Regions from separate parts of the Gossypium hirsutum genome. Here region 2 is linked to region 1. Evidence: chromatin contacts called from public Hi-C data. All regions are on one chromosome and are shown on one strand. Each heading gives the region's core, a stretch centred on a gene start, on an enhancer-like site or on the middle of the called end of the contact. The rest is flanking DNA. Distances are from core to core; before and after follow the strand shown.

The links. A called contact is a pair of places that touch in the nucleus more often than the background predicts.
Region 2: a Hi-C map of leaf shows a contact between it and region 1, with 2.3 times the contacts expected there. The contact joins the promoter of LOC121212512 here to the promoter of LOC107895353 in region 1. A contact is called at or near these places in 6 of 34 Hi-C or Micro-C datasets (hypocotyl and leaf).

Annotation. Positions count from the first base shown.
Region 1 is chrA13:99,841,043-99,848,491 of Gossypium_hirsutum_v2.1, reverse strand. It overlaps LOC107895353 (UDP-glycosyltransferase 73C1), which reads left to right and starts at 4,801. Exons shown (of 1, transcript XM_016820665.2): 1 at 4,801-7,449. The coding sequence starts at 6,504. LOC107895355 (a long non-coding RNA gene) reads left to right here. Exons shown (of 4, transcript XR_001683494.2): 2 at 308-461; 3 at 679-1,610; 4 at 2,456-2,766.
Region 2 is chrA13:100,217,046-100,224,494 of Gossypium_hirsutum_v2.1, reverse strand. It overlaps LOC121212512 (ATPase family AAA domain-containing protein 3A homolog), which reads left to right and starts at 3,892. Exons shown (of 4, transcript XM_041085417.1): 1 at 3,892-6,253; 2 at 7,088-7,183. The coding sequence starts at 6,086. It overlaps LOC107920152 (TOM1-like protein 1), which reads left to right. Exons shown (of 4, transcript XM_041085418.1): 2 at 422-951; 3 at 1,590-1,853; 4 at 2,526-3,188. The coding sequence starts at 433. The coding sequence ends at 2,945.

The DNA of each region.
Region 1 (7,449 bases), core at 3,552-6,051:
TTGGGGGAGATGATGTTTCGTTTTCTCTTATGGGAAACCTACGGACTAGAATTGAATTGCAGAGAGTCAATCGTAATCATCATATCGATATCTTCTTCTTAATCCTTGTTTTATTATTTCGATTTTGCTGCTGGAGATGACAAATATAAACTAATTAATGGAGGAGATAACTCAAATTTTGATGAATTTCTATTGTCTGTAATACCCACGCATATCCCTTTTGCAATATTTTTCGTTCTTTAAATCAGAGTTTTATTCCCAAATTTCTTACTAATAATAACTTAATTTTCATTATTATATTTTACAGTATTTCAGATTTGGAGATATGGTGCAACAAAAGAAAATTTATTAAGAAATATACATTATAGTGCTTTGGAGCAGATACAAATTGAAGTCCAGACACTAGAGGGTCAAATGGAACCAGAAGTTCTGCTAACGGGCAGTATAGATGGCTCCTTCAGGTATAAATGGAGTTGGAAATAGATATAGATGTATCTGCATCCTCTTCCAAGTACAGGATGCCTTCGATTTTCTATTATTGTACTATAAATTCTAGTACTTTAGTTGGATCTACAACTCAGTGATGTCAGTTTTTCAGCTTCAATGTTCTGTTTTTATGAGCTTGTTAACAAAATTTAGGTCAGGGTTGAAAGCTGAAATTGGAATATTCTTTCCTAGGATATTATTCTCCGACATGAATCAGTGCAGTGCTTAATTGGCATCATTAAGTCAATGGGAGCTTGGATGGATCAAGAGCTGAAGATAGGTGATTCTGACTTGTCTAGAAGCTTCGAGAGTGACCCTTCATCAGAGAGACCTTCAACCTCGATTGTAGAAAATGGAGTTGTCCCTGATTGTGAGTTGCATCCAGAAATGAATTTTGAATTGTCAGATACTGCTACGCTTGAGCAACGCCGGGCTTACAAGATTGAACTCCAAGTCGGTAATTTTTTTATGTTGGGATAAGTATGAGTGGTTCTTCAAGTAGCAGTTACTTATCTAGTACTGAAACTGTCACAGAGGGCCGCCTAAATATATCATTATAATTTGCCGTATTACTATTGACTTCTCTTAAGTCATGTAATTTTATGTAGCGTAATTTTATGTGTAGCTCTCATTTTCTTTTACAAGCTTAGTTTTACTGACCAACTTTACTGGGTTAAATGCAGAAAGGTGGCTCATTATTTAACAGGAATCCTTCCAAAGGCATCAAGTTTCTTATAAATATATGCAGATGAGAGCTTTATTGCCTGATAGACCACGCTTTTCTTCAGCCAAGTTAAATAGTTGCATGACTATTTCATTCTTGAGATATTCCAATGGAAGCACAAAGTGTTTCTGATCCACATTGTATACAACAAAATCGCCCTACTCAATTGTTGTCGACGTGTTGCAACTGTTTGCGCCAGTATCTAAGGTGGCACTTGATGGTGTGATCCTCTTTCTCCTGATTGTAGCCATTTTTTGCCATTTTCTTACTAACTTGATAAGCTTCTTAGCGCTGACCATCTTGCTTTGCTCTAAGGTTAATAGGAAAGAACTCCAAGATTTAGGCTTGAAACTCTTCTAGATATAAAGCAATGGAAATTTGATGAATATATAACTAGAAGGTGAGAGACAGTCCCTTTAATGAACAGTACAATACCGGTATTCATTGGAAACAAAGACGTGGTAGGTAGATATGTATAGTCTGCAAGGTGACCATGTTTGTTTTTATTGGATGATTAACCCCCAGCAAAGTTGATCATATATAGAAGTTCATATATACATCTTTATGTAACTTCCAAGTGGTTTAACAACAATAAGGTCCAGTAATGAAAGTGGTCAGATGATCCACATGTTCTGGATTGATGAGTTTTTATGATTTCTGAAACAGATTTTGCCCCTTAAAGATTGTTTATCTCTAGGCTGTTATGCTTTTAAATTGTCTTTTGTCTAAATCTACTCCGCATTTATCTGTCTGTTAATTGCTTTAAGAGATTATGGGGTCAAATATATGCTTAAATCTGTTTGAGCTGCCTTTTCTTGATAACTATTATAACTAGATAGACATAAAAAATATATGGTAAAAAGAACTCTTCAATTCCTCTCAATTTCGAATTGAGCAAATTGGTCCTTCTAAGAAAATCAAAGCAATTTATTTCCTATCAATTTCGAAGGTTAGAAATTAAGGACAATTAATCATAGAGTTAATGTTTTCATGGATTATACATGATTTTGATTGGTCTAATAACAAATTTAGCCCTTATTGTTAATACATTCTATCAATTGGGTCCTAATTTAATAAATTTATCTTGCAACATTTGTGTAAATTTTGAAGTTGAATTTATTGAATTTTCCTGATATTGGCTATGAATTGAGCTTGCATGCTTCCTCACAACCATCTTCTTCTAAGCCAGGTAAATCTATTGAAGATTTAGTTGAGCCTTTCGCTAATACAGCTCAACGTTTGCAGGCAAACATGGAGAACCACTTTCAGAACATAGAAAATCAAATCAATCAACGTACAATTTTAGTGTAGTAGATTAGAAACTCAAGAAGTTGACCAAGAGGTGGTCGCTCTCAAGGAATTAACACTGAATTTCTGAATAATTACACAATATGCATACTTATGTAGCTTTTTGATAGTATAATGACATGATAGAATGTGATTACAATATTGTAACTTTTTGATGTTGTAAAATTTTATAACATATGAATTATGACATATAAACTAATGAAATCATGTAACTTTTTGTTAGTATATGAATATTATATTTGGATCTGAAATATAATTCTCAAGTTATTTATTCTTCTAATATTTTGTTTATAATTAAATTATTTGTTTCAGTAATGATATTTTAGCACATTAAATATGTATTACAGTTTAAAAATAATAAAGTAGATTATATATTATTTTTTTAGTATTATATATTATGATTTTTTAATTCATATAATAATAATTATATTAATAATGTTATTAAATTACATATTATTTTATTAAATTATATTTAATAATAATTATGTTAAAATATGGTTAAATTATTTTTTTAATAAAATATATTTAATAATAATTTTATTAAAATTTAATAACAATAACAATAATTATCTACCTTAACAAAAAATTCTACTAAGGGTATTCTGGTCGTTTTAGTTTTTTTCCTTATGCTATTACAACATCATTCTATTTAACCAAATACAAGAATACTATTACAGTTCTATTCTATTCCATTCAATCAAACAGTTAAATTACTTATTACAGCTCTATTCCATTACAGCTCTATTTAATTACAACCCTATTCCATTACAACCAACCAAACGTACTGTAAGAGTTTTGAGAGATGCTAGGAGTATTTATAGAAGTGATGGTTCCATATGGTTTCTTATTGAGGAGAGTGTACCTATTAATAGCAGGTGGCCTAACAAAAGGTCCAATTAATTGGTTAAGGGCAGGTGGTCCCTCCCGTGGATGATATAAAGCATGTGAGTAGTTGGTCATAGAATGACCATCCAGACGGTATAAGGTTGAGGGTCGTTCACGAGTGCCTCTCCAATCGCTTCTCATAATTCTCTGTGTCCCACTCGAGGTAGGGTTTAAGAATTAATGTAAGTTTGTATTTGACGTTAGAAGACTATTTTTTTTCTTTTTATTACATATTCAAATTGTTCATAGAGTAAGTATGCATGTTAAATTTAAACTGTTTACTAAACTGACAAAATGACTTGATTGATATAATATTAATACTTTAAAGATTCAATTATAATGTTGAAAAAGTTTCAAACAATTTAAATTTTAAACCATAATTTGTAAAGTCTAATGCAAGTATATCTGTCTAACTTATAAAATTTAAAAGTTTCATAGACTTTATTCGTTTTTAGGGTTAAATATTAAAATTATACATAAATTTTGATTCAAAATGTAATTTGATATATAAATTTTAATTTGAAAAGATTCTACGAATTGAATTTTGATTTTGATTCAATCATATATATATTTTTTTAAAAATACATCAATTTATTTCCATATTAGATAAATATAATTATTTTTGCATACAATATTTAGACATAAAATGATATTATATCGATAATGATGTTATGATTTATAAAAATTGAATCAAAATAATATTTCATATATAAAATTATACAAAATCAAAATTTATGTATAGAATTACAAATTTAGTCTTTAGATATGATTTTAAACTTTTATTTTATTTTATTTTTCTCATTTTTGTTAAAAGTTTTTTCAATTAACAAACTATTGACGAGTTTTAAGGTGGGATTTAAAAAAAAAAGCTTTTCATGACACCTAATTATATAAAAATTAATGTTATATAAATTAAATCAAATAAAAATTAATATTATTTGAATTGCATCGATTAGATTAAAAATTGTACCTAAATTATTATTCAATCACATAAAACATAACTCTTTTACGCAAATTAATAGAAGCCTTTAATATTTTGTGTAAATTACAAAATACAGAAAAAGTGGGGATCTCTGAGGAGGCAGTGGCCATCAGTCCTTGGGAAATTCGATTCAAGAAGACAACTTGACTGCTCCAGCCGACAGTCACATTAACAGAAGTGACAAGGAAGCTGCTTAGATTTTAATTCCCGGTTAGAACTTCGAGAATACAGGGGAAAGTTCAAAGATGGGTTGCAATCCAAAGATGCCATTCAAATTGAGCCCAATAATGGGACGGAAGGAGACTCTAGAATGGACAATGTAAATGTGGGCCTTAACTTTTTGAAGGCCCATCTGATGAGTTACGGATCCGGATAATGACTGTTTAGTGGGTCATGAGCATGATGGCTTGGATGAGGCACTATTGTCAGCCATAACCAAAACTAAGGTGAGGAAGATTCGTTAACAGCTGGGTATTTGTGAGGCCAAGATAATTACAAAGAGAGGAAGAGGGAGACCGCCTGAGAAGAAGAAAGGATCTGGGAAGTGGCCAAAACAATCCAAAGTGGTGAACGACTCGCTCTCCGACTCAGATTTCATCGATCGAAGGAGAGTCATCCGTAAAGAAGCTGAGGAAGCTTGGGAAGTGGGAAAAATCTTGGGTCTGAGGGCTAGCTGCAGTGATGAGGTCGTTATTTCAGAATTCATAAGGCTAGAAGAAGCGTGGGACTTGTAGAGTAAGGGATTTTGGTAAACTCTTGGGGCTTCAAGCAAGGGGAATTGAAGAAGAGGTTGTGAGAGAGTTGTTTCGCTATTGCAGAAAGGCCAGCCTTGATGTAGGACGTTGGGGGAACTTGAAGGTTCGGGTTTGAAAGAGGTGTCGTGCATTGTTCTTTAATGGAAAGGTCGATCAAAATTTTGATTGTGTGCTGGTCAAATTTTTGTCCTTGTGAGATTGAGGAGCAAAAAGGTATTTGACTTATGTTGTGAATATGAATGTCAGTGTTGGTATCATTTGTGCTTTGGGGTGAAGACTTTTTTTTTTCCCTTCTTCTTATTTGATGAGCCGAACAGTTTTAATGGTTTTACCAACGAATGGAAATTGACTTGCAGTGGTTGACTCTCATTAAGGGTCTTTTTAGCAGAGATATCATATATTCTCCTCCGATCATGCGTTAAAGTCCTCTGGACTGATATGTTTTTATGCCAATGAAGTTGTATCTGGAAGGGTCAGCCTTTGAAGCTTTAGAGAGAGTGATGACAGAATTGGACCAAAATGTGGCTACATCTTTTATGTGAGGCGTTTATTGGGGCTCTGTGGTGATTTGGCTATGATGCTTTTGCTGTTTGAGGCGAGGACTGATCCTATTTTTGGTTTATTCATGCTTGAAGAGCTTGTTTTCCTTGAATTGGAAGCAATCTGATTTTGATGAAAAAATTGATTAGGAACATGATGGTTCTTTTAAATGAGAATCAGCCTCGGAAGTGATGGTGATATCTAGCTTAGTTGAGGTTTTGGCTTCTCAGTATCATTTGTTGCTTAATTTTCTTGGCTTGGTGTTTCTATGGCAAACCTCTGTGATGTGGCCAATTGCGTTAAAAGAGTGGCTAAAGATTCTTTTTTTTTTTTATTTGAGGCGATCTTCTGTAGCTTTGAAATTCCTAATTTATTAATAATATTATTAATTTACCGAGAAAAAAAAACATGACTCAGTAACACAAATAGACAAATTGAATAATGTTTTATATAAGATTAATTACAGAAAATATTAAAACTTTCATCAAAGTTGATTTCGTGTAGGATTTGATGGCTACTTACAAATCAATATGCCAGTCTTGGTCTGCCATGTTCCCTATTTTTTATACGAAATTAGCCACCCAGCACTTCACTTACAATCATAATTTCACAAATGAGAAAAAGCCTAACTCACTTTTTCTACATAAATAGACAAAAATGCTTATGTATGCCCTTATGTCACCTCCTCAATCCTTTCTTTCGCTTGCCTTTTTTTCTTATATACAATATAAATAAATTAAAATATCTCAAATATAATAAAAAAACATCAAAATTTATATCAGTATATAAAACCAGACTTATGGTTTAGTTTTTGACAGTTTCGATGGCGACTCCTACTCAAGAGGAGCAGCAGCTTCACTTTGTGGTGTTTCCCTTCATGTCTCAAGGCCATATGGCCCCTATGATTGACATTGCTAGATTGCTGGCACAGCGAGGCGTGATCGTAACCATCATTACAACGCCTCAAAAGGCAGCTAGGTTCAAGGCAACCCTCGATCGTGCCATGGAATCGGGGCTCTTCATCCGTCTACTTGAGGTACAGTTTCCATGTGCTGAATTTGGATTGCCAGAAGGGTGCGAGAGCTTCGACATGCTGCCTTCCTTTAGCTTAGCCTGGAATTTCTACCAAGCTACCGACGCGCTTGAAACGCCAGTTAAAAAACTGTTACCTGAGCTAACGCCAAGCCCCAACTGTATCCTTTCTGATGTGTTGTTTGCGTTCACACTCGACATTGCCAACCAGTTTCAGATTCCGAGGATCGTGTTCCATGGAGTTTGTTGCTTTCGTCTTGTTTGTCTCCATAATTTACGCATCTCCAACGTTCTTGACCACGTTTCCTCAGAGACGGAGTACTTCGTCGTGCCTAACATGCCCCACAAAGTTGAGTTCACTAAATGCCAGGTCACACAAGTTATGGCTGAAAACCTCAAGCAATTTTCGGAGGAACGGAAGAAGGCGGATCTCGAGTCTTACGGCGTCATCATAAACTCTTTCGAAGAGATGGAGCCCGAATATGTTAAGGAATACAAGAAGGCAAGGGAGGACAAAGTATGGTGCATTGGTCCGGTTTCTCTATGTAACAAGGATGCCATGGATAAAGCTCAGAGAGGCAACAAGGCCTCGGTTGATGAACAAGAGTTCTTGAGATGGCTTGATTCTCAAAAACCAGGTACCGTAATCTATGCCTGTCTGGGAAGCATATCGAACTTGACGCCCTCACAATTGATACAACTCGGTTTAGGCCTGGAGGCATCGAATAGGCCGTTTA
Region 2 (7,449 bases), core at 2,643-5,142, 380 kb before region 1:
TTAATCAGCTAGTTGATCAATGTTTTGAAGTTTTGAAGTCAATATATCTTTTTATAATGTGGGTTTTTTTTGAAGATTTGGGTACTAGGGTTTTGAATAATTTTGATGCTATTAGAAAATGTCCAGATCATTCATTAGATCTACATGAAGTTCTGTGGATAAATCCTAGGGAAGAAAGTGAAAGCAGCAAAAAGCCAGATATTTAGTTTTCTAATTAAGGATGATGGGGCAAATCATATATTTTTCTCTGTTTGATTATCTTGCAACATATATTTCGTTTTGAGGCATTTGGGAATCCTTTTTTTTTTGGAAGATTACATGGAAGAAATCTTATGCGGAAATTCTGCATCTATGGTGGTTGCATTTAGGCATTAACTTTTGCAGACATTTATTCAAGATGTAAATTTTTTGTGTTTTGAAGGTTTGGTGAAAATGGAAAAAGAATTGATGGATAAAGTTAGTGCCTTTGGTGAACGCATCAAGGTTGAAGGAGCTGAGTTGGGCAGAAAGATGAGCGCTGGCATGAGCTCAATGAGCTTTATGGTGAAGGAACTCTTCCAAGGCCCGAACCCAACTGATAAGCTTCTTGAGGATGCTACATCTGAGGCCCTTGACGAGCCTGACTGGGCCTTGAATCTTGATATTTGTGACATGGTCAATCATGAAAAAGTGAACAGTGTTGAATTGATCCGTGGCATAAAGCGGAGGATAATGTTGAAGAGCCCTCGGGTTCAATACTTATCCATGGTCTTGCTTGAAACTTTTGTCAAGAATTGTGAGAAGGCATTCTCGGAGGTGGCAGCTGAAGGGGTTCTTGGTGAGATGGTTAAGTTAATTGATGATCCTCAAACTGTTGTCAATAATCGGAATAAAGCTTTAATTCTTATTGAAGCTTGGGGGGAGTCAACCAGTGAGCTCCGCTATTTACCTGTTTTTGAAGAAACTTACAAGGTAACAGCATAAACTATTTATCTAGTTCTTTGCAGCTGTGGAAGTGAGTTGAGAAAATATGATCATATAATTTTGTTCACTAGGTTTCCTGAGGTGTGTATCTGAGTGAAAGTCATGTCAAATCTATTCCTTTGATTGCTATTACAGCCTTGGAATCGTAGTTAATTTAGGAATTAACTTACAAAACTTCATTCAATCATGGAATTGGAGTTTTTTCCGTTAAAGGAAAAACTATATTATTGTTTATTTTGTTTAGTCGCTTGAAATATAAGATCAATTCATATGATCCTTGAATAAGCATTGTCAAACAATTAAATTCATTGCTAGTAACGTATGGAATTGGAATTTTTCCCGTAAAAGGGGAAAAAAAATTGTTTTTTTTGTTTAGTTGCTTGAAATATGAGATCAATTCGTATGATCCTTGAATAAGCTTTGTCAAACAATTAAATTCTTGGCTAGTAACATTTGTCTGCATCAATGTCTCTTGAGCAATTTGTGCTTTGTGTTACATTAGGATTTAGCATGCACTCTAAAATATGCAGTGCAATGTAGCTGTGAAAGATAAGCCTTTTCTTGTGGCTTGTCGATTGATGAATTTTAAGATTTTCTCCAATGATCCTTTTTTTTTTCCTCTGTAGAGTTTAAAATCAAGGGGTATTCGCTTTCCTGGTCGTGATAATGAGAGTTTGGCACCTATTTTTACCCCTGCTCGTTCAGTTTCAGCGGCAGAAGTGGATGCCAGTCTTGCACAGCAGCTACAGCGTGATGTGCAGCTTCAGCATGATACTACTGTTCCAAGCTTTTCTGCTGAACAAACAAAGGAAGCATTTGATGTGGCAAGAAACTGCATTGAGCTTCTTTCAACTGTGTTATCCTCATCACCCCAACAAGATGCTCTTGAGGTATTATCGTCTTCTTTATTATACTTTTTAGTTGCTAATTTCATGTACCAATAAATTATGCTTTGTTCTCTGCTGCCAAGTAACAAGCCTTAAAAATTGAGTTTTGGCGTAATGAGTCATTCCTTTGTTTAATGATATTCAGTCTGTTCGGTGCAGTGAGCCTTTATTGTGCAAAAGCTCATTTTATTTGTCAGTCAATATTTTTTCCTTTTTCCCTGTTTTCAAGGAGGAAATTACTTCCCTTTTAGATCTCTTAGATCTTTCAGTTATCTGTTTATGATCTGTATCAGACAGTCGCACTTGAAGGCTTGTAGCTAATGCATGTTAAATCTCCTCCTCAATAATTAATACTGATGAGAATGCTGACGTGTGCAACAGTACCAAGTTTTCACTTTAAAGTTTGAAGGGGATGTCTTCGACTTGTTTTGCTTGCTCTGCAGCTGGTAAATTAAAATTAATGCTTTGTGATAAGATGACTCAGCAGATTAGGTTTAAATTTACTTGGTTTATTTGGTGACTGTTGATGGTAAGTTGGGCTTATTTTGATGATCATTGACAATGTGACATATAGATGACAGTTTCACAATACATGTAGTTCGATTCCAGTTAAGACTCAGATGATAATGATGTCATTCTTTAAGGTCCCAGTAATTTTTGTGTGTTTGATGTCAGGATGACCTGACAACCACGCTTGTCCAACAATGTTGTCAGTCCCAGTCCACTGTTCTAAGAATCATTGAGACTGCTGGAGATAACGAGGCCCTGCTTTTTGAAGCTTTGAATGTGAATGATGAGATCCAGAAAGCTCTCTCAAAGTATGAAGAGTTGAAGAAGCCATCAGTAGTTCGTCACGAGCCAGAACCCGCAATGATTCCTGTGGCTGTTGAACCTGGTGATTCGCCCCGTCATACAAACGAAGATGCCTTTATTAGGAAAACAAGTACTCGACATGGAACACATGGCGGAAGCAATGATGACATGATGGATGATCTGGATGAAATGATTTTTGGTAAGAAAGGTGGGGGTTCATCTGAAAGGGGGCAAGATTTAAAGAAGCAGCAAGCATCTAAAGATGATCTAATCACATTCTGATTCCATAATATTAGGACGGAAGGCCTATGCCGGGCCATTGTAGCCATTTATTCGAAGTTAGGAAGTAAAAACACATGAGAAGATTGTTGACTTTTTCTTTGGTATACTAGGATTGGATTGGATTGGATTGGTTGTCCCTGCAAATTATGTGTAAGTAAATTCATGTCTGGATTTGTTTACTTGAATATTTGATGAGTAGAGAGTATACATGGATGGGATGGCTCTCATATCCATGACTTGATATCTGCTGCATTCAATTAACATTAATTCTTTTGCCATGAGATTGAAATTACAGTTGTGATATGTATATTTGAATGCAAAAACAGGGATGGTGATGTGATGACTCCAAAATTATGGACATTGGATTAAATTTTCAATGGAAATTTTAGATTATTTGATTTTCATGTCAAATATATTATCAAATAAAAATGTCTCCATTATATTAAAGAATATTATATATTTTTGTGCTTCAACAAGCTTAGATGCAATCACTATAATTTACAGTAACGGTTAGATCATTCAGTTACTCTTAAAATTGTGATATTAAACCGTACCGTGTTTAGTTAGGTTATCGGTTTGATTGGTTCAATCAGTTTGATTAAAAATTAGAAAGATAAAATTAAATTAAAAATATGGTTAAATTGTTTCCTTCAATTGATTTTTTATTCGGCTCAATCGGTATATATTGGTCCTGAGTCAATTGATTCAAAATTTTTATTGGATTGATATCTAATTAATTTTCAATTTAACCAATCTGATTGACCATTCGAGTTCGATTCAAACAATATTATAGTGCAACTTTATATTTTTTTCCACATTTAGAAATGAAATAAACCTTCAAATATTCCTTAGATAATATTTTTACTAGTTTAATATTTCGCTTGCAATATTTGGTCTCAAAAGTTTGGCCGAGTTCTATACTCGGTTCAACCGAAATTTGGTACAATGAAAAGGAGGAAAAGTATAAAACCAGCCGAAAAAATATGCCATTCCAATTTCGACTCCTTAGAGCACAAACCCTACCAAAACCCTGCCCTTTGGTCTTTGTTTGCCTTCTCATTTTCTCAGTGAATTCTTTCTTTTTCTTTTAAAGGATTAGAGAATATTATTTGAAATTTCTTGCTGTTCAAGCCAGTAAATTGTGATAAAAAGGGTTTTGAAGTTAAACCCAAAACCCACATTTAAAAAAAAAAATTTCTGGTTCAAAACAAAAATGGATCCAACCAAATAAGGCAAATGAATAAGAGGTGCCTGGCCATATAAGGCTTCATATGCAGTAGTCTGGATTGCAGAATGAAATGTGGTGTTGTACCACATTCTGCTAATGACAACTAAATGGCCCATTCAGAGGGTTTCTCTCTTGTCGTGCGTCGGAGGTAACCTTCCAAATATTTGTTCAAAATCTCTGTTTGACCATCTTTTGTGGATGGTATGCAGTAGATAAGTGGAGTTTAGTGCCGAAATGCTTGAAAAGTTGTTGCCAAAAATGACCAAGGAAGTCTCGATCTGAAACAATCGACTCAGGAGCTCCATGTAGTTTATAGACCTGATCCAAATAAACTTGAGCCCCTGTGGTAGCAGTATATGGATGTGCCAAAGCCATGAAGTTGCCATATTTGGTCAACCTGTCTACAATCACTATAATGGCTGTTTTACCCTTGGACACTGGTAGTCCCTCGATGAAGTCCATGCTGATGGCAGCCCATGCTCGATCAGGAGTAGGTAATGGTGTTAACAAGTTAGGATAGGCAGCATTGTACTTTTGCACTTTTGGCAAATAGAGTATTCACACACCCATGTTTTGACACATTTTGAAAGCTTTTCCAGTAGAGAAAACCTACTATTCTTTGCCTCGTGGCATGTATTCCAGAATGCCCGCCAATTGCTTCCCCATGAAAAAGTTAGAAGATGGCCTTTCTTAATTCCAACAGGTTCCCTACAATTACTTTCCCTTTCCTTCGAAGAATTGTACCATCCAAGAGTATTTAGGGTGGGAATGAGGTTGTTATTGCACCTCCTTACACGCTTTTTGCAAAATGGGATCTTTTTTACCAGCTTGTATGATTTGTTCCCATAGCTCAGACTAAGATAAAGTACTGCTGCCTGTACATTGAAATAATTGGACCTCAACAACACAGTTTTCTTGAAAGAGCATCAACAACAATATTTTGAATCCCCCTTCGATAAATGATGGAGTAATCATACCCTAACATTTTGGCAACCCACCTCTGTTAAAAAGGGGTGATTGCTTTCTCCTCTGAGAGAAACTTCAAGGTTTGGTGGTCTGTTTTAATTAAAAATTGTTTTCCTACTAAATATGGATGCCATTTTTTAACTGCTAGAAAGGGTTGCGAGCATTTCTTGTTATATATAGATAGAGCCTGATGGTTGATGCCTAAAGCTTTGCTGAAGAAGGCTACTGGTTTCCCTTGTTGCTGAAGTATTGCCCCAACTCCTATAGCACTAGCATCAGTCTCCACACAGGAAAGTTTCTGAAAATCAGGTAGACTCAACACTGGTGCTTGACAAATGGCTTCTTTGAGCTCTTGAAAAGCCTTCTGCATCTCCTCAGTCTACTGCCATATAACATTTTTCTTCAATAAATTGGTATGTGGTTTGGCTAGAACTCCATAACCCTTGATAAACCTTTTATAATACCCTGACAGTCCTAAGAAGCCTCTCAATTCCTTGATGGATTGTGGTGGAGGCTAATTAAGAACCCCTTTTACCTTAGAGGAATCTATGCTCACTGTGCCACCAGAAATGACATGGCCTAGATACTCCACTTGACTAGTGCCAAACTGACATTTGCTCATTTTAGCAAATGACTAGTTGCTTCTCAATAGCTGTAATACTTCCCTCAAGTGTTGTAGGTGCATTGTCCAGTCCTTAGAATAGACTAAGAAATGATGCCAATCCAGTGCTTTACCATCAAGATGTAGCATAACCACTCTAACTTTTGCTTGCTCACTTACTTCCTAAGCTTCAAAAAATTGGTCCAGCTTTGCCCACCAACCTCTGAAATCTGTTCCATCAAATCAAGGACATTCCAGTTTATAAGGCTTGCCAATCATGTCCATAAGATTGATACGAGTTGGAGTTCCTATATTCGACAGATCTGCTAAGGGAGAAATAGCTATATGCTCTTTTGTAGAAATCCCAGGTGGGGAACTGCCCAATATGCCCTTGCCATTGTCCATAGGTGTTCCAGTAGTTGTGGGAGAAGAATATGGCCCAAAATATTGCTCGAAAAGGGAATGAAGTTCAGTACAAATCTCACCTTTCACAGTCTCATGAAACTCCTTAAGGTATGAGTCAATCTTGGAATTAATCTCCATGTGCAGCTGGGACAGATCTTGTTGTATCATGCTCATTTTCTTCTGTAATCTGGTGGTGATTTCCTCGTTGGCCATGAGAATCGAGTAGCTCTAATACCTTTGTCACAATCAAAGAAAGAAAAATCCATTAGAGACAAGAAGAATGGAAGAAAAAGTTAGAAAGAAGCGAAAAAATTATAAGAGAAAAACTGTATTATAAATTCATAAACTCCTTTACACTGTTTGTTTCTGTTTTTAGTGCGTGTAATTGTCTCAGAAACAACCTGGCAACAACCCTCCAGGTGTTTCCAAAACGACTCATCTTAATAAAGGGCTAAAAACACTCAACGCAACATTTTAAAGTTTCAGCCCTTCCTCCCTAAAAGACTCTGTATAATTGCAATTAAAACAAGTAAAGAAAGGCAGCGTTTTACATGCCATTTAAACTAACAAAAATAACAGAAATGAAAAACATTTGTAGTAGTTGATTAGTGTCTCGGTCTTGTCTATAACATCTTCTCCTAGACAATTGCAATCACAGCCGTCGGCAGCTACGGCTGATAATGAGGCTTCTAGGGGTGTTAGGGTTAGGAATCATAATCCCAGGACATTTTTGGCTGGCTTTGATCCCCAGGCTTTGGAGAAAGGAGCCAAGGCCTTGGGGGAAATCAACAGCTCCTCTAATGCTAAAAAGGTTTCTTCACATTTGCATACCATAATGCCTTTTTTTAAATATTATTTTCGCTTGTTTTAGAGGAGGGTTGAGTTTTACATTTCCTGTTTGGTTATTCATTTTGTGGTGCTAATGGCTTCTTGTTGTTGCAGGCTTTTGAACTTATGAAGAAGCAAGAAGAGACAAGGCAGGCTGAGGTGGCTGCAAGAGCTGCAGAGTTTAAGGCAATGCAAGCCCAAGCTGAAACTGTAAGATCTCTTCTGGAATCCTCTCCTCATGTTTGTACCTTGACAGTTAATTAATTAATGTAGATGTTGGTTTAGAGATTAAGTTCGAAATTGCAAATTGTTCCTTAATAACATCAAGGCCAATCTGCTCGATTGTATTTATAAGGTTGGGGACAGTGACATTATTAGTCTTATTGTTTCTTCTCGAATCTTTTAAGCGTGGGAATCCCATTTTAAGTTGTAAGTTGCAACCAGGAATTTCTTTCTAGCTTATTTCACAATCCTGT